Linked DNA regions of Mus musculus: all the other regions are linked to region 2. The links are chromatin contacts, called in public HiChIP or PLAC-seq and promoter capture Hi-C maps. All regions are on one chromosome and are shown on one strand. The core of a region is the stretch at or near the end of the contact, and the rest is flanking DNA. Distances in the headings are between cores, read along the strand shown. Region 1 holds the start of Ccdc102a (coiled-coil domain containing 102A). Region 2 holds the start of Mmp15 (matrix metallopeptidase 15). Region 3 holds the start of Katnb1 (katanin p80 (WD40-containing) subunit B 1). Region 4 holds the start of Adgrg3 (adhesion G protein-coupled receptor G3). Region 5 holds the start of Adgrg1 (adhesion G protein-coupled receptor G1).

Region 1 (6,235 bases), core at 2,578-5,077, 430 kb after region 2:
CAGACTTTTGTTCCTCTTCTTCCCACCCCACTCCCCCGACCCCACCCCACCCCTCCACCCCTACCCATTCTTTGTTCTTATTAAAAACAAGTTACCTGAGCTGAGTATGGTGTGCAGGCACAGTCCTGCAAACAGAGCATTCAGGACTCCACTGGAGACCCTTCAGCTCAAGGCTAGCCTCAGCTGCGTAGTGAGATCTTGTTTCAAAAAAAACAAGAACAAAAACAACAAGAAACTTAAAAATTTTTTAATTGTGGTAACATATGCATATATCACAAAATTTACTATTTTATCCATTTATAAGTATTGAGTCCAGCAACATGAGATACACACACTGTTGTGTAACTATCACTTATTGTCTATCACCAAGCCTCTTTGATTTTCCCAAACATAACATCTCTCTCATTAGACCCAAAGGCCTGGCAACCACTCTTCCCACTTGTCTCTATCAATGCAGCTACTGTAGTGAGCACTTATACCCAGGATCATATAGTGTGTGTCCTTCTGACCGGCTGATTCCCACAATGCACACCCTCGAGATTCAGTGATGTCGTACATAGGTCAGAAAGTCTTCCAGATGGATGCAATGTCGTGTGCCTATAATCCCAGCAATTGGGAAGCTGGGGCAGGAGGAACCAAGAGTTCAAGGTCATTCTTAGCTACAGACAAAGTCTGAGGTCAACCTGTGGCGCATGAGACCTTACCTCAAGCAGCAGAATCTGTTTCCTGCACTGGGGAGAGAAAAGAGGTAGGATCAAGTGATCCAAGCCGGCCTGTGCGATATGCCCATGTCTCAAGAGGAAGGGGAGGGGGGAAATGTCCTTTTAAAATGTTTAAAACTATTCCACTGGGTATATACACCATATTTTTTCTATCCATTCGCCTGTTGATGAGCAGGGGTTCCTATTACCTCCTGAATTCTGTTCATGTCCCCAGTGTGCATGGGTATACAAACAACATTTTTTTGACTAAGTTTCTAGCTAAATTTTATTTTGTTTTGCTGAGACAGGGGTCTTAACTGTAACCCTTGGCTGGCCTGGAACTCACCAAGTAAACTAAACAGGTCTCCAACTCAGAGATCTGCCTGCCTTTGCCTCCTGAGTGTTGGGATTAAAGGCATATGCCACCACACCACATCTAGCTAAATTATTAATAGCATTACTTTATTTGAATGCTATTCATTTTAATAATATTTTCTATTTACAGCACCTTATTCACAGATCTCCTATTTAGTGTAGTAATAGGGAGCATTGCCTTGAAATATACTTACATTCTAAAAAGTAAAAAATGCCAATGTGGTCTGGAGAGATGGCTCAATGATTAAGAGAACTGACTGTTATTCAAGAGGACCTGGGAGAACACATGGCAGCTCCCACTTGTCTGTAACTCCAAGATGTGACACCCTTACACAGACATAACACATGCAGGCAAAACACCAGTGCACATTAAATAAATAAATAAATAAGTAAGTAAATAAATAAATAAATAAATTGAAATGCCCATGTGCTGATGGTAATGGTAACAGCAAGGGTATAGAAGCGACATACTAACACAGGCCCCACTCAATCTCCAGTGTCTTGAGTCTGAAGACAAAAACCCCTTGCCCTGTCCACAGATGAGGGAGGCTAAAACCAGATTACCATTTCACTAGAGGTGCCTAGAAGAGGGTCAGTAACCAAACTTGGGAGATACAGGCTCTGCCACTTCCCAGAGTGAATTTAAGCCAACCAATGGGTTTCTGATATTCCCTGGGCTCATCATGACATGGTGGTAATGACGGCCAGTACAGAGTAGCTGCACAGCTAGGTAACTTAAGAGAGCCATCTAGCCTATATGGCCAGCATGTACTGAGTTCCAAGAGTGAGTGGCTCCCCTCATCTCATCCACCCTATGCAAAACACACACACACACACACACACACACACACACACACACACACACTACTTCCTCTCCAAAGAGAGAGGGCTCAGTTGCAATGAAGTCCAGTCAAAGGCTAACTATACCATAAGCCGGACCTCCATCACTTTCCCACCCTTTACCAGCTCCCAACACTAGAGAAAGAGCTCTGAGATCTTGGTTCAGAGCTGTCACTGCCAGGACATCCCTTCTCCCTGGGACATCTCACTGCTGTGAGATCCCATTCGAGTCAAAAGCCAATCTAAACTTTCATTTCCCCAGGTCTAGAAGGAAGTCTGTTTTTTCTTTTTGTCTTGTCATGAGTTCTCAATATGTGTATCTCACACATTCCCCCTGTACATGATGTAGAGGACAGCCAATGGAGGGTCTGCAGGCTAGTGATCTGTAGATGCTAACCAAAGTGCAAGCATTCCCACCCAAACTGGTCTTCTGCTGATTATAACAGCTGCCAAGCAAGCACCACTCACTACCTGCCCAGCACATGAAGGGGCAAGTGAAACTATAAAACTTGCAAAATCTGTGGGACTTCACAAAGTTGGTGGGGGTGGGGCAGAGAAGACAGCTGAAGACCACAGAGAAGGATGTGGGGGAAGTGTATGACATCAAAAAGATGTACTGAGTTCTCAGAATACTCAGTGGGGGGCTGGGGGTGGGGGGGAGATCTGAAGAAGTGGCTCAGTGGTTAAGAGTACTTAATGCTATTTCAAAGGGCCCCAGTTTAGTTCCCAGCACCTACATGGTAGCTCATAGCTATCAGTAACTTTAGTCTCAAGGGATCTGAGCCCCTCTTCTGACCTTGGAGGCCACCAAATACACACAGGATCCCCTTAAAGGGGGGAAGGTCAAAGGATCCTTGTTTTTGAAGAAGCCCTAGTTTGTTTGTTTGTTTGGTTTATTTATTTTTGTAAATCAGGGGTTTTCTACTAGCTCTGGTTCTCCTGGAATTCACTATGTAGATAGACCAGACTGGCCTCAAACTCCTGTGAGGCAGACATCTGCCTGCCTCTGTCTCTGCCTCCCTAATGCTGGGATTAGAGGCCCCAAGTGTTGGGATTAAAGGGGTGCACCACCATATCCAGCTAGCCCCGGTATTTTGGTAAAACAAAACAATCTCTTACAGCAAACCAATAATAGCTCAACTCCGTAAGGGGGGAAAAAAACCTTCAACATTCAGTATGTGATTCACTCTTCACAAACCACTATGCTCGTGACCATGATTAGAATTAAAACACTCTTAACCAAGAAGTATGTGATTCGTTTATCTTCATAATCTTTATCTTTTCTGGACAATAACCTAACCCAGCTTAGCTGCCCACGCGTTTTTGTGACTTTTGGTCCTGTCGGCAAGACAGACCAACCTCGAAGCAGGATGTGAAGGGGAGATACCATCTTGACCTTCTTCTTCCCTGACAAGACTACAGACACCCTATCCCAAAGAGAGAGAGAGAGAGAGAGAGAGAGAGAGAGAGAGAGAGAGAGAGAGAGCCTGAGCCTAATGGGTGTGTACAAGAAGGTCAGAGGGTTCTGCCAAGCACCATCGCACACCAGAGGGAAAATCTCCACAGTGGGAGTAGGTCCCATCACTCTCCTTTATAGGCCTGAAGTCGCTTTGTACAAAAAAGGGAAACCGAGGCCCAGTGAGGACATGGACTCTGGCCCAAGTCCAGTCGGTGTCAGCGCTAGCACTGGAAGTAATGCAGTTAACCAAAGTGAAGCTCCTCGTGGGTCATGGTGCCCACTCCTGTCCTGGATCACCTAGACCGTGGTTGGCGGGAAAGCCGAGGACGCGGATCCTGCCTGGGCGACCCCATGCTTGGGCGGGCCAGGGGGGTCCGGCTGCCTGGCCCCAACCCGCAGCAAACCGCGCCCCACGAGGGGCCCCCGCCCGCTCCCCTTCCCCTCCCCTGGCAGGAGGAGGAGACTTGGCGGCCCTCCCCCGGCCTCCCGACGGCCGCCGCAGCCAGCCCCGCGCCCGCTCCACCCAGAGCAGCAGTTCGGACGTCCGGAATCCCAGCCCCGGCCCGAGGTGAGTGGGGACGGCGGGGCGGGAGGTCATCGCGACAGGGTACTCGCTGCGGTCTCGGAGCCGCTCACGCGAGGGAAGAACTTTGCAGCGAGGGACAGGAGCCGGGGCGGCGCCCGCCGCACCCCAAACTTGAGTCCAACTTTTTAGTCCCACTTAGAGTCCCCCGGCCCGTCTCCATCCCCGTGGAAGCCGGGTCCCGTGGCGGGACAGTGGGGGAGGGGGCGCCCGTGGAATGCCGGCAGGGCCAGGAGGGGGGGGGATGGCAGGCGGGGGCGGAATGTGGAACTCTCCCGGGGGACCCAACGTGGTCACCATGGCGAGTGCCGGACGGACGGGTGGCACTGGCCAATCGGAGCACGGCTTTACGCCCAGACCCGTTGCGCTACCAATGGAAACCAAGCGGTGGGGTGGGCGGGACCGCGTCTTGCAGGACCGGACCCCCGCACCCCCTCCAGCCGCTAGGGGGAGCGGGGCTGGTGGCCCGCGAAGGGGCTACCAAGTAGGGACTGGGCCCTGGAAAGCTGAAAACTTAATTTCGGGAAGGAATGCGGGCAAGTGGGGCAAGGGCTTGATGCTAAGAGAAGGGAAGGGCTTCAGCAGCCCACTGCCCTGGTTGTGCCGAGGGGTAGCACTCTTCCTCATCCCGGGACTTCAGTTTGCGTAAGTGAATGTCCCTTATTCGGCCCGGATTACTGAGCTGTTGTAGGAGTACGATGAGTTCTTATTGGCAGAGTCTTACCCACCTGCTGGAGGAATTAGAAATCTTGTTGGTGCCTCTCAATACATAGGAAAACTGATGCTCAGAAAGGCCAGGAACCTGCACATACCACACGGTGTGTAATAGCAACGCTAGGGTTAATGTCTGTTCTATACGAATGTGCGATGCCAAGAGTTGCTAAGAGTCCTGGGGCTGGAGTAGGTGAAAGCTTCCACTCTTCCAAGTCATGTTTGTTTGGCGGGCCTAGTATCTGAAGATCTCCCTAGTAAGCGCTTCCAGGGGCATGGTGCTCTTCAGGTAGTCACGCATGACCCAGCCACAAGCTCTGTTCTAGCATAGAAACCCTGCTCTCCTCCCTTCCCCACCCCTCCGTTTCTTTCCTGGAGGTCCAGCAGCTGTAAGCTGGGCTCTCTCAGTATCCATGGTCAGAGGGACAGACAGCCCACAGTCTGCGGGCTGACCAGCCTTGGGCCCTGCACTTATCCAATCAGGCAGTCCCCTTGTGGTTTCCTGCTGGGCTCTAATCCCTACCCACAGCTAGGCCTGTGGCCCTGGGCTTACCCCAGAGTCCACCTGAAAGATTCTAAGAAGATACGGGAGAATTCTGAGCTGTGGAGGTCTTGGGTTCCCCATTCCCTCAGCTGGTCCCCATCCAGGGCTTAGTGTTTCTCATTCCTTGCAGTGGCTTCTGAGAAAACCAACCGAACCTCGAGGGCAGAATACAATGTTGAATATCTCCTCCCTCTCCCCATCAGAGAGTTCCTCTGGCAAGAGCTCAGACACCGGACTCTGACCTTGGCCACAGATGGGCTTAGACACCTACCTGTATTAGCGCCTGGCTGAAAACCAACTTCTGATTTTTAGGATGACACCGCTCTCCCAAACTCTGTCTGGTCACAAGAGGTCCCCCTAATAGGAGCTTTATCCATCTCCCATAGGCTCAGGACACATTCAGACAGCACATTGTTCAGCCCTGTTCAAATAGCTAACAAAATCAAGAAGCCTTTGAGAGCTTTTTAGAATGCACACTTCCTAAAGGAGAGGTTCACAACCTCACTAATGCCTCAACCCTTTAATTCACTTCCTCATGCTTTGGTGACCACCCCCCCCCCCCAGCCAGAAAATTATTTTTGTTACTTTATAGCCAGTTTTGCTGCTGTTATGAATCATAATGTAAATATCTGATTTGCAGGATGTCTGATTTGTGACACCCCCCCTCAAAGGGGTCGTGACCCACAGGTGGTGAACTGCCACCCCCAAAGGAGGAGGTGCTGGTGTTTTAGGGAAACTAGCACGAAGTATTCAGAGGTTAGGAAAGTTCTTCTCAAGCGAGGAGATGTTGCAGGTCCATCTTGCAGGGTGTGTAGGAGTTTACAGATGTAGAAGGAAAGGGAGACGTTCCCAATGAGTCTGTGAACAAAAGACGACGTTGGTCACTTCCTACGGGCAGCACTGAATCTGTGGCCTGAAATGAGTGTCCAGTCAAAACATCCTTGTTTCTGAGAACGGGGAATGACAGCTGGAGTTCAGGAGCTCTGAGACCTGCAGCTCAGCTCAGACACAAGGGTACAGCT
Region 2 (6,089 bases), core at 1,168-3,667:
TCTGGACACTATGGATGGCAGGCCTAGATTGAGCAGATGGGCCAAGGGACTCTTTGGGTCCAATTATGACCAGTCCTACGGGATGTCTCAGAGCAGCCTGTATGCCAAAGCCAGCTCTAAGGGTTATGACATCCATCCTTCCACCCACTGTGGATTCCAACATGCAACCTTTCTGAGTCCCCTCCAGCCACAGCCTAGGCACAGCCAAAATTGTACCCCAAGAGTCAATCTTAGCCAGGGACACCATGGTTTTCTTCTGCGGTGTGTGTATGTGTATACGTGGTGGTGGTGATAGACTGTGGGCACACTTGGCTGTACTGCCTCAGTTGGAGGAGGCTCCCTAAGCCTCAGCTCCTTGGCCATCCAGGAGGCCCATTCACAACCACCAGACTCCAGCTTGGTCTGTGTAGGCCACAAATTCTCAAAGGGGAATCAGTGACTTGAAATTCTTTGGCACCTTCTCTGGTGGTAGCACCTAGGTTACAGGCAAACAATTCCTACCAGCAGGAGCTCCCCCTGAAAGCCTCTGCCCCAAGGCATTGTGAATTGGGTTGGGTTCCCTGCAACTCTCTGATCTGATGAGAGGAAGGCAAGGCAGGTGGAGGATTGGAGGTGTAAACTGGCCCCCCCCAACCCAAGTTTTTATTAAAGTAAGATGGGGGAGGGAACAGACTTCCATTGGAAAAATCTCTCTCAGGCAGACTAGAAAACTGGGCAAGCCTTCGGGGCTGGGATGGAATAGTAGGCTGTCTGCAAACCATCGCTCCAGGCAGCCCAAGGGCACCAAGGCCCCAAGCCTACACAGAAGATGCAGACCCTGGCTCATCCTCTCTCCAGATTCCACACCTAGTCTCCTTTCTCCTAGAGCTGGAAAGAATGATCATTAAAAGTTCGATGGCACCCAGCGCGCTAGGGGCATACACTGGAGGGAGAGGTACCCATAGGGACTCTGAGCAGAGACCGCGCCTGGTCACTTGCAGGACCAATCCAGAGAGCAGCCAGCATATGGACGTCAGCCCGGCTTCCAGAGAAAAGAGGCGTGGAGTCTACCCAGTTTCACCCAGGCCTGGGCGTAGGGACGCTGGTGTGAAAAGTGTTTCAGAAGATAGGGCCTGTCCTTCAGACCCTGTCCCTGGAGTGGGAATGCTTCAGCCCCAAGAAGTCACCAAAGCACCTTTGCAATCCGTCATTAGCCTGGGAGATTCACACCCATCCCCCAACCACCCTGGCTAGCCCGGCGACGCACGATGTCAGCCAAAGGAGCTTCAGCCAAAGCGCGAGCGCTGCGGGGCTCTTGCTCCGCCTAAGCTCTCACTACCCGCAGCACCCCACCCCTCGTCACTCGTAAAGCCCACATTGCGCGGATCCGGCTCTCGAGGAATCGCGCGGGCTAAATGACTGGAGGCGAGGGATAGGGGCTGCGGAAGCGGCTGCAGGGACTCAAGCTAGGGCGGGTCAGTGCCCCGAGCGGCTTTCAGGGTGCACAGCAGCTGCGAGCTCTGTGCTCCCAGGGCTTTGGGAAGAGGCGCGCAGCAGAGCTCTGACCAGGGAGTGGCAGCCTGCCAGTCCCGCTTTTTCAATCAGGCTCTCCAGCCCAGATCGGTCCTCACCCCCTAAGGCCGGGTGCGTCTCCCCCCACCTGCAGGTCCCCGCTGCGGCGGGTGTGGTTCGCACTACATCCCTCGGGTTCTTACCTCCGCGGCGTACACTTCGGCGTCTTTAGACGCTGTACCATGGCCCAGACAGTCCAGAAGCACCAGTAGCAGCGGGAGCAGCGAAGCTCGGCTGCTGAGGCAGCTGCCAGTGCAGCCTGGACGTCCGAGTGCGCTCCGGTCGCTGCCCATGCTCCTAGGCAGTCAGCCCGGTCCTGAGCGCTGCACGCGGGGCTAGCTGGCTGGCCCGCACCGCGTCCTCGCACGCGGCTGGGAAACTTGCGACGCTCCCTGGCTCCCGGCCCCGCGGGCGCGCGGCGGACCTCCGGCTCCCGGTGCCTGCCTGAGGAGCTCAGGTCCCCTCTGCCAATTCCCAAACCGGGTGAGAAGCGGGCAGGGCAGGTCGGGGCACGCGGGGACTCGCCCGCTGGAGAAGGGGACCGGCCGAGCTGCACGCCGCAGAGTCTCGCAGCGTCGGCGCGGTGCGCCCTGGCCCCGGCCCCCGAGAGCAAGCAGAACTCCAGAGCCTTTGTCTGGCTCAGCGCTCCGGCCGCCCGGTCCCGCGGCGCCCCCTGCGCGCCCTGCACTCTCTGTCCATGCCCAAGGTCCTCCGCGCTGCCCAGAGTGCGCGCTTCCCTCTGGCGACTCCACTAGCTGCCGCGCCCAATCGGGCCTGGATCCCCAGGCAGTCCCGGGAGGGGCGCAGGGAACCGGCCCGACAGAGCGACGAGCCCGCCAGCCAGCTAGCCAGCGCCCGGCGTCCCCGGCGAGTTTGGCTCCGCAGCCCTACTCCCAGTGCGCGGCGGGAGCCGCGGTTCTTAAAGGGCCAGTGTGCTCCCTGTGCGCAAAGCCAGGCGGAGGCTGGGGGCGGGACCTAACCCGAGGCTTCTCAGTAGCAGGTGCCGCCTGCGGTGACCCGGCAGGTGGGTGACCCTACTCCATTTTTCCTGATGGCAGTAAACCTCTCCTAGCCTGCTTAGCTCCTATCTCTGGGGAGCAGGAGTGACCCATGACTCGACCCTATGCTGAGGGAGGGCGCAAGGAAGGCGAGATCTCCCTTGGAGGGAGGCGAGAGGACATTCAGATCAAAGTGGGACAGAAAAAGACTTGGGTAAGGACCTGAAGTACTGCTTTAAGCTTTTAAACATGGCAATAAAACTCTGGGGGTGGGGGGAAGTTGGAGGAGCAAGTAAGATGGCTCAGCAGGTAAAGGCCCTGGCCACTATCAAATTTGTCAAGTACGGCGAAAAACTTCGATCTCCAGGACCTACTTGGTGAACCGATAGAACCTGTGCCACCGTAGCGCTCGTTAGACCCTACACACCCACGCAAGTCCCAGAGCAGAGTGTCTTAGTCTCTTTAGTAAATTTCCCCAGTGGAGAAGTCTGGGATTAGGGCGCCTCTGGGGCGCCTCTAGTGCTGAATGCAACCTAGAGCGCACGCTTACAAGGCGTGTGAGTCTGCATCCTTACTCCCTGCCCAGTGGATAAGAGCAACTGACTAGATTTTTTTCTGAGTTTCAGTGTTGGGCTGAGGGTTCCGGTTCCTAGTGTGCACACATTTCGTTTCCAAGAAAAGTCCATTCCACTATATTTGGTCTCTGTGCCCGCGAGGCCCATCGGAACTCCGGGTGGAAGGGCAAACCTTCTGGGGAAGCTGGGGCTGGATTTTAATTTTTACTCCGGCGTGGACGCTAAGGTGATCGAAGGGCCACGGCAACTTCGTCCAACCCCAGGTCAGCCCTAGTGTCCTTAACTGGGGGAATTGGTATGCCACTTGAGAACCAGGGCAGAAGGCAGCACACTTTATCACCTCCCCACAGACTAGAGAAATGGTGTTTACCTTCCCTGAGGGTGGTCTTTCCTAGAGTTGACTCTCTGGATGCCTCCGACCCCTCTCACCTCTCAGAATCAGGAGACCTGGCAAAGGACCTTATGGCTGGTTTGAACCCACTCACCGGCTGAAGGAAAATAAAGCATACCCATTGCCTGGCCTACTAACAGCTCGAGGAAAGGAGATGGGGATTTAGAGAAGAGGTAGAGGCAGTCTCTCCCCTTCCCACTGGTGGACCTCTCTGTTGGGGGTCCCTCGCCGGGAAAACCAGCTGCTGAATTTTCTAATTAGAAATTTGATTTTGGGGCTGGTGAGATGGCTCAGTGGGTAAGAGCACCCGACTGCTCTTCCGAAGGTCCAGAGTTCAAATCCCAGCAACCACATGGTGGCTCACAACCATCTGTAACAAGATCTGACTCCCTCTTCTGGAGTGTCTGACAGCTACAGTGTACTTACATATAATAAATAAATCTTTAAAAAAAAAGAAAAAAAAAGAAATTTGATTTTGACAAATGTCTAGTGTCTGGTGAAAAACAGCCCCTTTTCTGTTCAGGTGTACTGCATCTGTTTGCCAAATTTATTCCCAACTTTTTTTTTTTTTTAAACTGAGTTTATGGGGCTAACTCGGAATAAGAAAAAAGAAAACCAATCTCACTCGAGTCGGCAAGATTTGAGAGACTATGATAAGTCAAATCTGATGCCCCCCCCCCATTGCCGGTTGTTCTAGCTGTAGGAAATGGATCCCACCCCCCCGTCCCTTTCCCCTCCCCACCTCAAAAAAGTTTTTCCCAGACAGTATTTCATTGTGTAGCCTTGCTGTCTTGGACTTCACTCTATAGACCAGGCTGCTCTCTGATTCACAGAGATCCACCTGCTTCGCCTCCCAGGATTAAAGCCGAATACCACACCCAGCAGCAGTGGAAATGGATCTTTATGTGAGAGATTCTTCAGAAAACTCTGGATTTCAAACCAGGTCTCTGGGTTCCCGGCCCAGGTCGACTTCACTGGAATCTGGAGCATTTTGTTTCCCATCTAGGTTTGCTTTCTTATTTGTAAGAGGAGGACCCAGATTCAGCGCTCTTAACCTTTGAGCCATCTCTCTAGCCCCCATTACCTGATTTTTTTTCCCCTATCAGTTTTAGAAGTATGTAGCTATGTGGTACACTCCCATTAGCTTTGCTGTCAGTAGCCCCTAGGATGAAAGGGTCATGGGAGAATAGGTGGCCTGTTTTTCAGACTTGGAGGCAGCTCAAAGGGACGGGAATGGGTTGGAGAGATGGCTCAGTGGTTAAGAGCATTTACCTATTCTTCAGAGGATGCAAGTTTGGTTCCAAGCACCCACATCAGGTAGGTCAGAATTACCCATGACTCTGGCTCTGGAAGAACATGACCCCCTCTTCTAGCCTCCACACATACCTGTGTAGATATGCACACCCCAAACCCATCCCTGATGGGGCTTGAAAGTGCAGAACACATTATGCCTCATTTCCCTACCTCCAGCCACCCTCCCATGCCTCAGACCACCCCATTTCTTTAATCCACAAAAACCTCTATGGTGGGGAAGGTTGGTTTGACACTCTTGCCTCTTCGTATTTGAGCACTTATCACTTCAGTGACTGGTACTGTGCCAGGCTGGCAAAACGGGACCCTTTCGGTCAACAGGACAGTCTTTCGGACTGTGGGTGCCAGGAGAAGGAAGAAATAAACAAACCACGTACTTTCCCTCTCTCTTGGAAACAGAGCTGGGGTGGTCTAAAGAGGCAGAGGAGAAGGCTTCGGTGCCAGATGGAAATCAGCCAGCCAGGCCTGGAGATGAGCATCTCACCTCCCTGCCCTGCAGGGAGCAGCTGAGGTTGCCAGAGCCAGATGTGTTGATTCTGTACTCTCCCAAGCGCGATCAAATCCTCATCAAGAACAGTTCTTCCCCGAACACCACCCACCTAGCGGTGGACAAGCCTGCTCTGGCCTTCCCTCTCCAGTTGTCTCTTGGGTTTCTGGAACACTTCTCCTCTTTTGGAAGGAAGCGCCCCGGCTGCTTCTGCCTTGTCAGCGCTCCACTCTGGAGGCACACTGCATGTCTGGGTGCCTGCCAAGCAAAGGCTGCCAGCCTCCTTAGGCACGGCTTACATGCCCATCCCCCCCCCCCCCCCCCCAGCACAGCTCAGACTTCCTTCCTCCATTACCACCTCCACTCTCTATTGAAGAGCTGCTTATTGATCTTGGCCCATTTCTCAAAGTGGCTGCACTTTAACTCCACTCGGCACAGACACAGACGACCTGCAGAGCCACATCCTCCCCCAGGGGAGCAGTCCTCAGCGGTTTGGACAAGTACAAGGGCCGGGGATTCTACTCCGCACACCTCCCGTTTCCCCTCTGATCACCCAGAGGGCCAGACCTGGGCTGTTCTATGGCCCAGTTCAGGGCCTGGCACAGAGCAGGTGTCAGTAATGTGACTTGGGAAGCTAGGGTTGCCATGGTGCCTGTAGGCTAGAGAACATGCCTAGCTTCTTCTCCAGTGTGATTTCTGATGCCACTGGCACCAAACAGCAGGTCAGCTGAAGCCAGTAGATTCAGGTGTGGTGGCATTCAGGGAACAAGGCATGA
Region 3 (5,701 bases), core at 3,023-5,522, 270 kb after region 2:
GCCCAGACGCTTTCAATCTAGGTACTGGAGGGCCTGCCACCTGAACCCAATGGAGGAGGGTCTTGCTCTAATTCTCAGCTCAACTAGAGTCTTGTCCTCTGCACACTTGGGGACAGCTGCCCACAAGCTTGGACCACAGACCCTTCTATATGTGGCCAGCCCAGCAGGAGGGGAATGCAGCTGCTCCTGAGTAGCTCAGCCCCTGTCTCTGCAGCCACACCCTGAATTTGTCTGAGAGTCCCCGGGCATCTGCCGTGGCTCTCCCCAGGCAGAGAGTGAGAGATCTGGTTGAGTCCCCATCTCAACAGGCCTCAGGGCCACCTCTAGAGACAGCTGTGGCGGTCTAACAGAAGAGGCTTCTAGACATCTGCTCTAGGCCGGCACAGGAGGCTGTGGAAGGAGAGCTTCCTGCCCTTAGGCTCCAGGGGCATCAGATGGATCCAGGGCAAGGCCTGGAACAGGCAGAGTCACAGGCAGGGAGTGGGGGGTTGAATGGGAGAACACCGAGCAGCAATGGCCCACGTGTGGGTGCTGGATTTTTATGCAAACAAATCAAATTCCTCAATGTCTCCTACAGACCAGATGACGGCTGCGGCTCTTCCTCCAGCAAAAGCTAACAGCACCTCCCCAGACACCAGCAGTTCAGCCGAACTGGCATACCTCAGCCGAAACTGAGGATCACTCTCTGTCTGCCCACAAGTGCTAAGGACTTACATCCTAGGAGGAAGATACAGGGGACAGCGGTGCAGCAACCCTACACTGGTTAAAGAGTCTTCTGAGCCTCATCACACCCTGAAGCCCCGAGAAGCCCCAGCCTGTGTGGCCTCAGGCTATATACCCCAAAACCTTTGTGCACCAGAAACTCTCAGATCCTCAACATACCTGATCATACTACTGCCTGCTGCTCAAACACTTTGATGCTTAGATCTTTAGTAACAAGGGTCTTGTGGACATGTGCCCCTGCACAACTCACTAGGTTTCCATGGTAACCCTTTCTCACCTGCTGATGTGTGAAAGCTCTGTGATTTCCTGTAAGTCTTTCCAACATATAAAGCTTCCTGTTTCGGGCCTTTGCACTCGCTGCTCATGCACCCTCTACCCTCATCAGTAATTAACTGACCACACACACACACACACACACACACACACACACACACGCAAGCACATGCAAGCACGCACACTCAGAATTAGAGCAGGACTGGAAACAGACAGCTGTGGCTCTCTCCGGGCTGAGCTCCCACTATGCAGTGACCTTGGATACTTTGGCCCTCACTTGCTCCCTCGCATCAGCTTCTACCTTCAGGTAGGGTAAGCCATTAAAGATGCATAATGCCAATTGACATAAAGCTACTCTGCCAAAAGTTGCCATGAACAGGGTCCTCCCAGAACCTTACAGCTTTGGGGGACAACTTAAAAATGATCTCAATCTCTCAATGAGGAGACTGAGTCACCAAAACAGCTTTGCCCAAAGTCTCCTCATCTGCTCCTGAAAACAGCCCGGGGACAGCACACCAAACCTACGACAACCAGCTACGGCTGGAGAGAAAGCCACAGAGGTGAGATGAAGGTCCTCCAGGCCTGATCTAGGGATCCTCCAGAGCCTTTTAGAGGATCCGAAAGAACGGAGCTACTGTCTGAAATGCTAGGATGGTATTGCCTTGGGTGCTCTCACTCGCTCCAGAGGAGCCGTTGAGAAGACACACGTGTGATGACATCGTCACTCCTGTCAGGTTTGAGTGCACATCTGTCTCAGTACTGTTTTCTAACAGAATATATGGGTAAGTGTGACTTTCATAAATGAAAGCCTTTTGGAGTCGTCAATAATGTTTAGGAATGTGAAAGAGCCAGGTGCCAGGCAGTGGTGATGCACACCTTTAATCCCAGCACTCGGGAGGCAGAGGCAGGCAGATTTCTGAGTTCGAGGCCAGCCTGGTCCACAGAGTGAGTTCCAGGACAGCCAGGGCTACACAGAGAAACCCTGTCTCGAAAAAAAAAGAAAAGAAAAAGAAAAACAAACAAACAAATAAACAAAAAAACAAAATGAAAGAGCCAGGCATTGTGGCACAGTCCTTTAATCCCAGCACACAGGAGGCAGAAGAACATGTCCCAAGCCAGCAAAGGCTACAGGGATGCCCTATCTCAACAAAGGAAAAGAATCTAAGAGAGTTTAGGCTAAAGAATTCTGAACTATTTTTGCTTGATTTCACTTCAGAGCCCTGCCAGCATCTTTGGGCAACCTCCCCTCCATCCACATCCCAAGATCCTTGCATCTGATGGAGGAAAAGGGACCTGGGACATGTCTGGGGTTCTTGGACCGCCTTTCAGCCTTCCTCGCAACACTCCGCTCTTCAGCTTGACCAGACAGATCTCACCTGAATCTCAGAGCAAGTACCAAGCACAGCTGTGCTTATCTTGCTGTATGGAAGGGTTGCTTAATCACCTGCCCAATGTGATTGACATCTTTGTCTACCTGAAAACAAGGACTGTGAGTCTCTCTTGTGCCAGGGAGAGGAGACAGAGCTGAAGGCTAAGACTACTCAGCTTACAAAACAACAGGGTGATAAATGAAAAGTACTCACGCAACTTCCAGGCTGTCTTGGTGACCACAGGGGTGGCCATGCTTCAGGGGGTGGCGCCTGAGACCCCACCCACAAAACAGATTGTGCTTTCTCTGTGGGGTGGGGGTGGATCCCCCCCAGATCCGACAATCAAGTTGGCAGGGAGTTCCCACACATCCAGGCAGAGAGTCCGCCTCTCCTGGCCCAGGACTGCCTGGTGGTTTAGATCATCCGCTATCAAGCAGCAGCCTGGACACATAGGTCGGGATCCCAGATCATGGAATGTCAGGCTTGGACCATCTCAGCTCAACACTGGGCTAGAATGCAAGCAGAGGCGATGGTGGGTTAGGAACTGCTTGAGACGAGTTACAAGTCCCTGGGTCATCAAGGCCACTTGATACAGACTAGCCAGAGCCTCCAGGGCCTGGAGCTGCAGTGCACACTGGGTCTGAAAACCTGTGACTTAAGAGCCCAAAGATAAAAGACCTTCCCTAGGTAGCTGGGCCTGGTGGCTCACGCCTTTAACCCCAGCACTCAGGAGGCCAGCTAGAAGTAGGCAGATCTCTGTCAGTTCCTATCTCAAAGAAAAGAAGGAAGGAAGGAAGGAAGGACAGACTGACATAGGTAGGTGGAGAGGGGATGGAGAGACTGACTTCTCAGGGGCCTACAGTAATGCTCCTGGATGCTGGGTGTCCTAACTTGCCAACCCAGCACCTGCTATGGGGCAGAGAGGATCACATAACTGCAGTCCACTTGGATTTGCACCCCATGTATTGGATGGGGCACTGGAGTCTGAGGTTATGTTTTGGTGCCCATGAGAGGCATCCAAAAGGCAGAGAGACAGAGAGATACACGGAGACGAACAGAGAGACTGAGAGATAGGCAGACGTTCAGAGAGAGAGAGAGAGAGAGAGAGAGAGAGAGAGAGAGAGAGAGAGAACAGTAAAGGCCTTGGGAGGGGGTGATGTTGAGAGGATTCTGAGGGTCCAATCTTCTTGCTTCCTCCATCACCAACTCCCTGGTAAGGGAACCACGCCCACTCCCTGCAACTCTCAAGGGCATAGCTAGGAATTGAGTCTCCAGTCTAGGTGTGAGTCGGAATGACTCCTCAATTCTAAAAGGCCACAGCGTGGATGGAGCCTTCCACCGCCGCCACGGCCCTTCGCCTCTTGCCCAGGAGCTCTCTCGCTGGATTCTCTTTCTCCTGTTGCCTATGCTCCCGTTCTGGCACATCTTGAGCTTCCTTAGTTGGCCATGCTTCGCCAGACCCTCTTTACTTCTCTTGCCCCGCTGCTATCAGAATCCCCCATTCATTCGCTCTCCTGTTTCTGGAGCCCCGACTCAATACGATCCTCCGCACACCCTCAGCTCTGCTTCCGGCCCACCAGCTTTCCCTCTCCGGCCTCCACACACCCGTCCTGCTCGTTCATCCCAAACCTGCCACCGGTCCCTCAGCTTCGCTTGACCCTCCTCCCGTCTGCCTTGAGGGGCACTGGCTCCAGCCTGTCCTGGCCGAGAGCCTCCTGCCGGCGACCGGACTGTCCCCTCCAGGCTCGGCGAAGACTAGAGCCATTTTCCCTTTGCCTCCAAGACCCCGAGAGCCACTCTACCTGCAGCTGTAGCTCTGGAGGCCAAGGCTTCCCTCCAGGCGCGACCCCCACTTGCCTCCATCCTTTGCCCTGATTGGTCGCTGCTTGACAACCGACCCTCACAACAAAACCTCCGGCCTAGAGTCCCTCCCACTTCACTTCTTACACCAATCAGTCGCCACGGACGCCCCGCCTTCCTCTAGAATTGACCAATGGAAGCAAGCGCTTCCGCCGATTTACGTAACTACCCGCCTCCTTTCCCCGACTCAGACTAATCACGAGAAAGAAGCGCTTACGGACCGCCCTTAGGTCCCAGAAGAACCAATACAGGCTTCTGCGTTCTTAGTCCCGCCCCCAGTCAGGCTTGGTTTTTTCCGCCCTTTTCCTGCATTTCCTGGAACCCGGTTGTGTTTAAAAAATCCGCGAGCTGCACCCGATGGCGGCTGCGCCAATCACTTCAGCAACAGCTCTGGATTGACCAATAAACGTTAGTGTTATTGGAGAACCAGCTCTGAGATAGCCAATGGAAAGGGGACTTCTAGAGTGGTATGAAGTTGCAGATCTTCCATATTGAAACAGGGCTGCCAGGACCCCGCCCTCAGACTGTGAGTGTCGCCCGCGTAGTGGGAGGACTTGGCTCTTACTTGGATCCACACGTCTCCTGGAGTTCGCTGACCTCGAGGGAAACAGAGCTTAGTTACAGTGGGGTCGATGTCGAGCCCAGGAGTTCGTCCCTAAGATCACAGTAGCACAGTGGGATGAGTTAGGCTTGTGTCTGCTCGCCTGCGTGCGGAAGTAAAACTACGGAACCGGAGAAAGGCTAATATCTGTGACAGGACAGACAGGTTGGGATGGGGACAGGCTACATAACCCACCATGAGTTCGGGTCCCCCCCTTACTGAGAAACTCGGTCCCAGCCCTTTGCAGAAATAACCTCCAACTCTGGTCTATCCTACACTCACTCCCCTCTGGTCGGGGCTGCTGCATCTGGCGTTCTCCTCTACACAGTCCGGAACGGGAGGAATTTCCCATTTCTAGACGAGGAAACAGATGCTGTGGTGAAAAAGACCAGACATTTGGAAGATCGGACCCAGGACTTAAACTTTTGTTCTTAAAGGCAAGGCACACAAAGTCCCTATTAAATGCAAAACCTTTACGGGAACAAAAGTCACCCACCAGCCTAATGGGAAGTCGGCCCTGCGTAGAAATGGGTAATTATTAAGAGACCTGGATTTGGAGAATAACATTTGATCAAAACTTTGTACTTTGCTGTTCCCGCAACTTTTTATTTAAAAAAAAAAGTCAAATTCTTCATTTTGACACATTTTGCCTTATCTGCTTTGTTTATACAATTATATGTACATTACAGATCCTAAGACATTTCAGTCATGGCAACACTGAGCCTGAAGATCGTTAAGGGCCCTTAGTCACATAACCAATGTCACCACCCCTGAAATAACTTCATTCTCTAACATGCAGACTATATTAAAATGACTGTCACCATCCCCAATACACATAACTTATAAGCAGGAACAAGACTGGGGATGTAGCTCA
Region 4 (5,547 bases), core at 1,294-3,793, 330 kb after region 2:
TTTTTTGAGACAGAGTTAGTCTCTCCACATAGTCCTGGGTGCTCTGGAACTCACTATGTAGGTCAAACTGGCCTCAAACACAGAGTTCCTCCTGCCTCAACTTTCCAAGTGCTGGGATTAAAGGCGTGCACCACCAACACCTGACTAAGGTGTGACTTTTGTTTGGTTGGTTGGTTGGTTGGTTGGTTTGGGGGTTTTTTGTTTGTTTTTTGGTTTTTGTGGGTTTTTTGTTGTTGTTTTGTTTTGTTTTTTTGTTTTTGATACTTTTTAAATATCCTTTGCTGGTATTTGATTGAAAAAATATCATTGGAGCTAGAGAGATGGCTCAGAGGTTAAGAGCACTGACTGCTCTTCCAGAGGTCCTGAATTCTATTCCCAGCAACCACATGGTGGCTCACAACCATCTGTAATGGGATCCGATGCCCTCTTATGGTGTGTCTGAAGACAGTGAAAGTGTACTCACATTCATGAAATAAATAAATCTTAAACAAACAAACAAAAAAACCCACGAAAAATATCATGGACATTACCACTTCCGATTTAAAGAAAGCTGGTTCATTTTCAAATATTAGTACAGAAAATAAAATTCATGATAAAGGCATGGCAGGACAAAGAGTGAACAGGGAAGAACATATTAGCATATTTATAGAAATTGGGTCTATATGTTGTTCAATTTTGCTTCGGTTTTCAAATAGTATGTGGAGCTTATAAGATGCACTGAGACCAGATGCTAGGCTCAGTCTCTGAGATCGGCCCTATTTGCATTCACATGAAATCTAAGGAGGGTTAGAGAGGAGGAAGAAGGACTCCATGGGGGAGGGGGGTGTCAAGGGTTAGGAAAGGGGGGGATGGCCTCAGGGTAGGTAAGAATACAGCTTTCCTCCACCTTGCTGGGAATCCCAGCAGGGATACCTAAGGGAAGCTCTTGACATCCAACTTGTGGCTCCCCACCCCGCTTTGTCCTTAGGATATAGCCCAGGCTAGCCTCAAACTCAAGATCTTAGGAAGTGCTGTGTCTCAAGGGTGTTTGCTGAGGACTTTGGACGCCTTGGTGTGAGTTCAACAGTTGGGATGCAGCAGGTGAGGGCAGGCAGGAGGTCAGAGGCCAGAAGGTGACCCATATGTTCCCTATACCCTGCCCCTTGTCCCTTCAGCCTCCCTCCCTCCACTTACTGCCAGCCTCTTTCCCTTCTGCAGCCAATACCTGGGGCTAGCCCATTCCTCAGCCTTCAGACTCAGGGTGCCAAGAGCCTCCCTCAGGCAAGTAGCTACCACTTTTGTGCCTCTTTTTAGCACCATGTATATTTCTTGGGTATGTAAGCAAAGAGCCAGTAGGTAAATGGACAAAAGGCATCCGATGCTACCTCCTATGTCACTCAGGTGACTGACACATTGCCCAGTCATGAGCATCCCTGCCACTACTAGATCCACATCTCCATTCGGAGGAGTCTTTTTGGCCTGTCCAGCATTGCCTGCTCTGCTGAAAGACAGCCCTGTCAATTTCTACCCACTTTTATACTCAGGATCTCCAATAGCTCAGGATGGCTTCAAACTCACTATGAGCTGAAACAGAACTCAAAGTCTTGATCCTCTGCCTCTCTACCTTCCAAGTGCAAGTATATGTCACAATACCTGGTCCACCTCTGAGTCAGACACTCAACTCTATCCTTGACTGACTGTCCCAGCATTGGAAGAGAAGAGATTTTTTTTTCTTCTGAACCAAGAGATGCTAATCTGTGTGACTAGTCACTTGTCCATAAGTGACTCAGAAAGGCAGACACCTAAGGATACTTGCCAAAGTTGGAGCAAACAAGGAGAGGCGGGGCATGGAGACGGGAGCACCTCATCACTCCACATAGCCATCTCTCAACAGTCAAGAAGGGTATAGCCATCTACGGAGGTGAGGGGGGTAGCAGGCTCAACTTGGGTAGAGGCAGGACTGGGAATCTCATGTCGGTGTATTAAGTTGAGCTGTATGTGATGGGAGTGCTCTGGGTCCCGTCTCCTGTCACTGATGACACTGAATGGTGCCGACAGGAACGGGGAGCCTGTGATGGATGGACTATGTGGGCAGAGCAGCTGTCCGCCCTTACAGGCAGCTTCCAGGGCCTCTGATGCCTTTGCCTGGAGCCCAGAACTGAATAGCTTGTTTGACCCACCATGTCCAAGAACCTGGTTCCAGCCAGAACAGATGGGCAGTGTCTTTCTTGCCCACCGACAATACACTATGGGGTGACAACAGGAGCCTGAGACCCAGCAAGATGGACAGGGATGACCTGGAGGGACAAGGCCAGAAGGGATGATGAGGGAGTCACTACGAGTCCCTGGGTCTCTTCCCATGCTCCCCTGGGGCCCTTTGCAGCACAGAGTCTCCCAGGCTTAGCAGGATAGCTAGAGGAGCCCCGCCCGCTCACCTGAAGTCAGCAGCAGAAAGAACAGGAGGCCCAGACTCCTGGCTGTCGCCATCAGTGCTCAGCGAAGTTCTATGGCTGTGTGGTCCCTCAGTCCCAAACTGTCCAACTGACCTTCTTCCTGCCCCCTGACGTGCGGCCACTGTTTCCTGTGGCCTCTTTCTCGTTCTTCCTGACCAATGAATGGCGCCATCGAGGGGTTGTGAAAGGTGAATGTGAGGAACTGGGCGGAGCTCTGGATCTCAAATGCTCCTGAGACCACCTGCAGAGGGAACTGGGCTAACCTTCCACCACTGTATGAGTGGATGCTGGAGTAGGAGCCCAGCAGCCATAGGTGTCTCTGCCCAGCGAAACCCTAAGACTTGGAGTCAGTCATACCTTCCCCATCTCCCTAGCAAGGGTGTCTGAGACTCATTCCTGCCTCTGTATGTGTGTTTGTATGTGTGTATGTGGTCCCCTTTCTTCCTGCCTGGACCAGCAGTGACCATCTTGGGGGAGGGGGAAGGGTGACTGTCACTTCACAGAAGTGATTACTATCATGTGCTTGGGCTGGTTATCGGCTTATTTACATCCTCCACAGAGCATACACAGGCTGATTGTCAGTGTCTGGATTTGATGAGACCTGTAACCAGCCAAGCACACCCATGAGGCCAAAGATGTGGAAAGCCTATGAATGAGGCCAGAGGCAAACCTAACCTGCATGGTCTCCTAGAGGGGAGGGGAGGGGAGGGAAGGGGAGGGAGGAGGGGAGGGGAGGGATGGGGAGGAGAGTTGATGCTGCAGGCCTTGAGCCTCTCCCACAGGCAGGATAACAGGGAGAAGAAGCTGGTGGCTAGTATCAGGAATAGGACGCTGGGCCCTGTGCAGGTCGCTGGCATCTGGGGAAGCTCATCAGCCATGACATATCCATTGTGGCCACTGCCCGGCCTGATGACCCTGTGGGAGCTGTCTGCTGCTTGGCCCCTCTCAGGCATGATGGGAAGGACATGAGATGCGTGGAGCTGCTCTGTAGAGGAGGTACTTAGTTAACCAGCACTAGTATGTACTAGTTATCAGTTCTGTGAAGTGACAGTCATCCTCTCCAGGCTGGTCACTGCTGGTCCAGGCAGGAGGATGGGGAATCATATAGGCTCATACACACATGCACACAAACACACATATACACATACACACAAACACACATACACACAAACACACATACACACACACATACACACAAACACACATATATACACACAAACACACATACACCCAAACACACATACACACAACCACACATATACACATACACACACGCATACACACATATACACACAAACACACATACACACATGCACATGCCTGGGGAAGAGGTGGAGCCTACCAGTCGGCTGACCCCAAGAAAGTCATGGAGAAGGCCAGGCCCTTGGTTGTCCACAGCTACTCAGATGGGTAAAAGAGCCTCAATACCGTCACCTGTTACCGACACCCCCTTAGGACTGAGCTAGCTCTGCTCTTTCTGGGGAGCTGTCCAGTTATAACCATCATCTGTCTCTCCTTCCTTTCACATGGTCCCCTGCTGGGCCCTTTGGATCTGAGGGGGTGTGGGAAGGGATACAGGTCACTCTTGCTCTGTAGAAGGTGGGGGTGGGGACGGATAGAGCCTGGAGTCCCAGGTCAGAATCCAGAAGTTCCTGTGTCCCTGAGCTTCCTCTGACAGGAAGATGGGAGCCACTGGGCCTGCTCTGCCCTGAGTCAGCCTCCCCTAATTGCTTGTGGCGTCTCTCCCAACCTCAGGCAAGGATGTCGTGACACGGTGGTTCCTGATATGCTGGGTTGTGTCTCATATGGCTCCATGGGTCTCATGGATACATGAGAGAGAAAAAAAAAAGGTTGGTGACCTGCAGGCAGAAGCATAGTGCCCAGTGTCCCTGGGAGGTAGAGAGGTGGGAGAGCCAGGCCCTGCAGAGCTTCTAGAAGGACCCAGTGAGACTAGCTAGGTACTAGCCTGAGATCCTTTGCAGAGCCCTGGGCCCCCACATTTCAGGACTAACATAACAGTCATGTCCCATCCTATCTCCTGTCACCGCAGCTTATTCCAAGGTCTCAAGCCCTTTGCCAGGCCAGCCGGTATCACCTGACTGTATCCAGATCAGAAACGTGTCTTTAGAGACTCTCTTGCTTGCCTTAATGGGAAGGTAAGTGTGTTGTCTACCGATCCTCAGCCTAGAAAGAACTACTCGGGCCAAAGAAGACTCAGAGATATCAGGGGTCCCATCTCCTTCTCTGAGCCAGCCTCAGAACCAGAGGTTAGGAAAGAAGAAATTGGGGTGGAGGCTTTCTTCCTGTGAGAGGAGGGGGGATGTCAGGCCAGGACACGCAGCAGAGGGGCTCGGGAAAGTCTGGTTCTTTCCGCAGGGGGAGGAACATAAGGACTCCAAAGTAAGGTGGGCATGGTGGTCCATGCCTTTAATCCCAGCAATTAAAAGGCAGAGGTAGGTAGGTAGGTAGAGACCAGCCTGGTCTATACAGTGAGTTCCAGACAGGCAGGGATACAGAGAAACCCTGCCCCCCCCTTCCAAAAAAAAAAAAAAAAGCAATCAAGCACACAAACAAAAGAACTCCAAAGTAAAAGCAGAGGCCACCAGAGTTGTGGAGGAAGATGGAGAGAGACATGGGGCTTCCACGGGCCAAAGTCCAGACAGGTCTCAAATCTGTCACATCTGTGCCATGCTGTGGGAACTGCTGGTATACCTAGAACTGCCAAGGCAGTGTTCCACTCACCCTGTCAAGCCCCAGAGTACCCCCACCTTCCCCTGGCACAGCAGGGGCTGAGGGTGGGAGCTGGGGTGGGGCTGTGGACCTGGGCGAATCTCAGACTTCGAATAAAGGGGACTTAGCTTCCTCTCCTCACTCCTTGAGAGGCTCACTATACAGCCCAGGCTGGTCTTGAACTCTCAATCTCCTGCCTCAGCATCTCAAGTGCTGGGACTGCAGGTACCACCACACCCTGCTTTTTATACCTCTTTGTACTTGAACTCAGATGGGGACAATCACATATAACCCAAGGGAGACAGACACCTGGGACATGTCTAACCTGTGCCACATAAGTGGGAGAAGGGACTTGAGGAGCAGGCTAGACGCTGGGAGAAAACCT
Region 5 (5,390 bases), core at 1,158-3,657, 380 kb after region 2:
CTCAGGTCATGAGACCTGAAAGAAAGTCCTTTAGCCTAAATATCTTGCTGGCCCTTCAAATTACTTTTGGAGACAGAGTCTCTCCCAAAGCCTGAAGCTCTCTGATTCAGCTAGACTTGCTGGAGACCCTCCTGTCTCTGCCTCTCTCGAGTACGAGCACAAACCACCAAGCTCAGCTTTTTACTGTGGCGCTGGGGAATCCAAACCCAGACCTTCATGCTTCCACAGCAAGCATGTTTGCCAGCTGAGTTATCTCCCTAGCCCCTTGAGGCTGCTCCTAAAATATCTCCAGTGTGCAGGAACAGAGGGACTTCGACCCTCCACAGAAGCCACCCTGCCTCAGCTAGAGAGCCAAGCATGGTCTGAGGTGACTAGCATTCCCCAAAAAGGCCATGTCAGCTGCTGCCAACTGTTTCACACTTGTGCCCGGTCTATGCCGCCCCTCCCCGGGTCCTGTCCTGAGGTTTGAGTGGAAGCTGCTCAGATACCAGAACTGGTCCAACTGTCTCTGATCAAGCAGAGAAGCATTATCTCCTCGGTACCAAGGCAGGCAAGGGAAGCCCAGAGAGGTTTAGGGACTACCCCACAAGACAGTACAGCCCCGTACGAAGAATGGGTAGGTCATTCCATCTTACGAAGAACACTATGCCAGGTCACTCACTGCCAGTCTCCAGGACCGGAATCTTGGTTGTGCCCTCATGTGCAACCACATCCCCTTCTCAATACATACACAGCACAGATGCGTTTGTGAGATGTTGGCTGGGGAGACTCACTTGGGAATTCACAGACACTCGTTTCCTCACCCAAAATCCCCCTAGACTGCCACCACCTCCTCCCCTTTTTCCCTCCCCCTTTTTCTTTCAATACAGCATCTCTCCACGTAGCCCAGGCTGGCCTGGAACTCAAAACCGATCTGCCTCATCCATCCTAGTGTGGCGATTACACCCCGCCCATCCCCAGCACTTCTCTTTTGATACAATAAAGAGCTGGAATCCTAAGTACTTTGTAGAAATCCCACAGAGCATGGGGCCCCCTAGCCCCGGAAGACCTTGCCCCCCCCCAACACCTCCTGCCTTCTGCATGCCCCTCTGCCCAGCTGCCAGGGAACCCCCCGGGGTCTCCCACTAAGTGCTGGGGTGCAGGTGGCGCAGGCGGCATAATGGAGTGATAACAGATGCTCATTAGCAGGGGCCCACCATGCAGCCCACACGCCTCAGGGAGTCAGACTGGCAGAGGCAAACAGCGGCGCCAGCCGCCCACCTTTGTCTGGTTGAGTGGGGGCTGTGAGCTAGGGCTGGGGGCTGGGCACTGGGGCTTTAGAAGCCATATATGATTTGACATCTGGGGGCCCGTCTATCTCCATCATGGTACAGCTAGGGACATGGGTCCAGCTGGAAGGAATGCCAGGGTCCCACCAGAGGCCATGGCAAGCCTGAACTTTTACCTATCTGGGTGCATCTTTGGGGTTACCATGTGGGGGAAGCAACTGGTAGGAGGTGTGCACTCTTGGGACCCCCTCTAGTGACTCTTGCAGACGGGGTGACAGACCTGGGCTGACAGGCATGGGGACCTGTGGCTGGCAGCAACAGAGAGACATATACATGAGCTCTATCTACCCTTTTGCTGGCTTACCAGGAAAGGCTGCCTGCCTCTTCCTCCTCAAAAGTCAAACAACCAAAGTGAGCTGCTGCTAAACCGGTCCCCCCACCCCCCGCCCTCCCCGCCCCCGTGGATCTCAGGAGGAAACTGCTTGGGAAGCACTAGGGACAAAGGGAAAAATGGGGTTCATGCCGCCAGTCCTCAACCACACGCCAGGGTCCAAGCTTCACTCTGGCCCTCGTGGCAGTGGTGCCCTTCTGAGCAAAGAGGGACACAGCTGGCCAACGTGTTCCAGTGCCCCCTCGTGAGCACGCCCAGCCCCACACTCTGAGCGGCAAGGAGTATCCTAGGACCAGCTAGAACCTCAAACTCAGTCGTTCCCTGGGAGATACGATCCAGCACACACTCGAGAACTCCCAAGCACTGCGCTAAACCTTAGACTAAGGTCAAGCGGGCCAGGCCAGGCGAAGTGCATGCCGTACCCGCTGCCCTCTCTTACCTCCGTCTCGCACTGTGAACAGCAGCGTCTTGCCTCCAAGCCTAGGCAGGCACTTCTGTTAACAGCCTTTGCTGCTAATGTCTCCTCCTCCTCCCAGGTGCCCAGCACCTAGTCTGAGCCTGTCTAGGCAGCTGTGAACTCAATCCAGGTGAGGCTCCGCCTACCCGGCTAGCTTCCGGTGCCAAGTGCCCTCTAAAACTCCTAGGTTTCCTAGCGAGGCTTGACAGAGTCTTCAGACTCCATGGACTTTGGGGATTTCTTCCCTAGACAGTAAAAGCTGCCCCGTGGGAGGCCGGGATCACGCTGTCTCTGGGCTTCAGAGACCCTTTTCAGGCTGTGGGAGGCAGGCCGCCACGCCCACACACACCTGCAAACTGCCAGCCCTTTGTGGCTTCTCCAGCCTCTTCAGACCATATCCTGTCTGCAGCGCCATTCACACCAGCCACAGGCTGGATACAGGAGGGCTCCGGGGCTGTGGGTGGGGCTCTCACAATATGTCCTGCTGGACTCAGGTGGGATCAGAGCAGGCAGAAGGTGAGGGGGCAGGAACTGGAGCTTTTTGCTAGGGATGGGAGGTGGCAGCTGCCCCAGGTATCTTGGAAGGGGGCCAAGGGGAGAAGTCCAGGCGAGCTCCACCAATGGAGAGAGGCCTCGTGCAGGCACTTCCTTCAGACCCTGCCACCCACCTCTCTTTCAATGCTCTTGCAATCAGGCACTAGTATGGGGGCGGGGTATGTGTGTGAGTCCTGATGCACACACCTAGCTCCCAACATAGAGACCTGCTGGCTGAGCCATACTTCCCTGAGGACGCCAATCCAAGCAGAAGCTGATCCTCTGAGCAAGGGGTATGAAACACTGTTGTGGGCCAGGCCCATGGGGTTGTCAGTCCCCTAGGATCTACCTCGCTTCCCTCCCCACCGGGCCCTCCCGCCATGTTTTTCCGCCACTGTGTTTCTTGCCCCTCAGGTCAATCCCCATGCTTGTCTTGTCTGCTTTTCCCCAGCAGTTACCAGAGCAGGGCCAGAATAGGGTCTGGTCTAGAGGGAAGATGTATGGCTAGTGAGTGGATAAGAAAAGATGGATGGATAGATAGATAGGTGGATGGACAGATGGACCAGCGGATGGATTCCGTCACATGTTTGTGGAAAGCCTGCTGTGATCCAGGCACTGTGCAGGGCATAGGAGCGACAGCTACAAGCCATATACTAAAATCCCTGCCCGCTCAAAGCTGCAGGGATACAGATCATAAATTTAATGAGCAATAAATATGAAATCTATCCAGAGCTATAGTAAGAATAATGGGGAGAAAATATGGTGAGGGGAGTTGATAAAGGAGCAGGGCTGGATTCACGGTGAGAAATGATGCTTGAGTGTAGACAGCATCCAAGGAGGCAGCCTACGGGGTACCAAGAGCAGAGCATTCTAGTGGATGGAAGAGTCTGTGCAAAGGCCCTGGGGTCGGTGATCCTGACTTTAGGGATGAGGAGGAGGAGGGTGCTCACTGCTGTGCAACTGAATGAAGGAACCAAAGACAGAGACGAGGCCACAGAGTTGAGAAGGATATCAAAAGGGAGCACCAGTCCCCTGAGATGACATAAGCACCTGTCTGCATAGGCCCCACTGGGACTCTCAATCCCGCCATAACCCCTTCCACGTGGGAACTTCTGGCTACAGGGTGGGCATGCAAACTTGCTCTGCCCAGCACAAACTGGATCTCTAGAACTGAGCAGATGGGGGTGGGGAGGAGCCAAGGAAGATGAATGTCAAAAAAAGGACCCAGAGAAAAAGCTTGACTACAGATCCCCATGGCCCCAGAGGCACTGTCTGCCCTGATAAGGACACAGGGGAGTGCCAGTGATTTCTTGTATCCCTAACTTGTGACACCCACACTTCACATCCTCTTCTATGTCCTCAGGGGCCTCGTCATGTGATATAGCTACCATTCTGTCACCTAATAGCAAGGACTGGTGCTAGAATCCCAGTCTTGAGCCCACTTTCACTGGGTTTCCTTGGAAAGGTTGCTTAACCTCTCTGTGCCGCAGGTCATATATCAAATGGGGACCCCTTCTTTTGCCCTGCTTGCCCTCCAATGATAACAAGAGTTGGAAAAGTAGTGAGCCCTGGCAGGGTAGGTAGGCACTGAGGAGCATTTGTGAGTCTGAAGGTATGGTCTCCTGGTGACCCAGACCATCCCCTAGTACAGTAGGTTAAGGAAATGAAATGTAACCAGAACCTATCCAAGTCTCAGACCTGCTACCTGCAGAGATGGATTGTAACCACCATAATCCGGGCAGCTAGACCTGAGCCAAATGTAAACTCTAGGTCACACCTGACTTCTCCTTCATCCTGGAGGGAGCAGCATCCTGGCCCTGAGGGGCAGGGTACACCCAAGCAAGTCAAGAGTCAGGCCCAGGAATAGGCTTGAAGTCACACCCAGGCAGCTGAACTCCAGAATCAGGCTTGTTCCCACCCATCACTGACGACAGAGAAAAGAATACAGAGCCCTCCCCTTCCTGGGTACCTCGTGAGAAGGTGAGGGAGTCCCCAGGTGTGTACCCCGTGTTTTCAAGCTTCCATGTTCCCTCTCAGAGCTGGTGGAGCCCACAAGGTCAGGGGGTGAGCTCCCCATCTCTGTGGAAAGCCATGGCTGAGCTCCTCTTGAACCTTGCGAAGGTGTTGGCTTCACCCACGGTGGCAGGTGTGAACTCAGGCAGGGCTTCTGACTGGGGCATTTTTCCCTAGTTCCTGTATTTATCCACTGAGCTAATATTTGCCTAGTAAGTCCTAGGTGCCTGGGCCTCTCTGGTTCAGAAAACAAACACCCTGTGGGGCGGGCAGTAGAAATGATGAGGTGGGGGTAGGGTGGGGTAAGGGGTGGGGGTGGGGATTGCTAGTTCAGACTGCCTGAAGCCCAGCCCCACCTGCTGTTCAGTCACCTCCCTCAGCCTCCTATGTGTGCACAGCAGGTGTTAGGGGCACCTTTCCAGGCTGTGAGGACTCCCTGAGAAGACACTCAGTCCCTCTCAATGGCTGACACATGTCTAAATACCCCATAAATGCTCCCCATCCCCAGTGCAGAGCAGAAGGTTAAGTTACTGGCTTTTGGCAATCCTCCCTGCGCTCAGTGCTGTTCCTGCTACTGAATGGAGGTGGTCCCCACTGCTTCCAGGGACAAGGACTGTCTCCCTATGGCCACCCCTGGCAGAAGCCATTCTTCAGGGGCATGTGGGTGTGTGAGCTCACTGCTCTAGAGCCCACCCCCAGTAGCATGCCGGGCTGTCTCACCATGCTC

Evidence for each region. Promoter capture Hi-C pulls out the DNA fragments that hold promoters and counts their contacts. HiChIP or PLAC-seq counts read pairs in DNA pulled down with a chosen protein or histone mark.
Region 1: a FOXA1 HiChIP or PLAC-seq map of pancreatic cancer cells shows a contact between it and region 2. The contact joins the promoter of Ccdc102a here to the promoter of Mmp15 in region 2. A contact is called at or near these places in 1 of 39 promoter capture datasets (pre-B cells), 2 of 484 Hi-C or Micro-C datasets (both in embryonic stem cells), 2 of 115 datasets of contacts at active chromatin or transcription factors (embryonic forebrain and pancreatic cancer cells) and 1 of 9 other capture datasets (embryonic stem cells).
Region 3: a contact with region 2 is called in a promoter capture Hi-C map of embryonic stem cells. The contact joins the promoter of Katnb1 here to the promoter of Mmp15 in region 2. A contact is called at or near these places in 6 of 39 promoter capture datasets (embryonic stem cells, hippocampal neurons, liver and 1 more), 1 of 484 Hi-C or Micro-C datasets (CD4 T cells) and 4 of 115 datasets of contacts at active chromatin or transcription factors (embryonic stem cells, extraembryonic endoderm stem cells, neural tube and 1 more).
Region 4: a promoter capture Hi-C map of embryonic stem cells shows a contact between it and region 2. The contact joins the promoter of Adgrg3 here to the promoter of Mmp15 in region 2. A contact is called at or near these places in 2 of 39 promoter capture datasets (both in embryonic stem cells), 1 of 115 datasets of contacts at active chromatin or transcription factors (differentiating embryonic stem cells) and 1 of 9 other capture datasets (embryonic stem cells).
Region 5: a promoter capture Hi-C map of liver shows a contact between it and region 2, with 2.9 times the contacts expected there. The contact joins the promoter of Adgrg1 here to the promoter of Mmp15 in region 2. A contact is called at or near these places in 6 of 39 promoter capture datasets (the SN4741 cell line, embryonic stem cells, hippocampal neurons and 3 more) and 2 of 115 datasets of contacts at active chromatin or transcription factors (astrocytes and embryonic stem cells).

Annotation. Positions count from the first base shown.
Region 1 is chr8:94,915,690-94,921,924 of GRCm38.p6, reverse strand. Ccdc102a (coiled-coil domain containing 102A) reads left to right here and starts at 3,827. Exons shown (of 9, transcript NM_001033533.3): 1 at 3,827-3,943. It also overlaps a transcript of Adgrg5 not described here.
Region 2 is chr8:95,348,624-95,354,712 of GRCm38.p6, reverse strand. Mmp15 (matrix metallopeptidase 15) reads right to left here and starts at 2,417. Exons shown (of 10, transcript NM_008609.4): 1 at 1,695-2,417. The coding sequence starts at 1,844.
Region 3 is chr8:95,079,772-95,085,472 of GRCm38.p6, reverse strand. Katnb1 (katanin p80 (WD40-containing) subunit B 1) reads right to left here and starts at 4,272. Exons shown (of 20, transcript NM_028805.2): 1 at 4,169-4,272; 2 at 2,580-2,875. The coding sequence starts at 2,619.
Region 4 is chr8:95,014,688-95,020,234 of GRCm38.p6, reverse strand. It overlaps Adgrg3 (adhesion G protein-coupled receptor G3), which reads right to left and starts at 2,543. Exons shown (of 12, transcript NM_173036.3): 1 at 2,415-2,543. The coding sequence starts at 2,466. Gm51544 (a long non-coding RNA gene) reads left to right here. Exons shown (of 4, transcript XR_003947440.1): 1 at 1-1,900; 2 at 4,188-4,282; 3 at 4,483-4,588.
Region 5 is chr8:94,974,126-94,979,515 of GRCm38.p6, reverse strand. Adgrg1 (adhesion G protein-coupled receptor G1) reads right to left here and starts at 2,407. Exons shown (of 14, transcript NM_001198894.1): 1 at 2,099-2,407. Gm30968 (a long non-coding RNA gene) reads left to right here and starts at 2,788. Exons shown (of 4, transcript XR_879113.3): 1 at 2,788-2,943.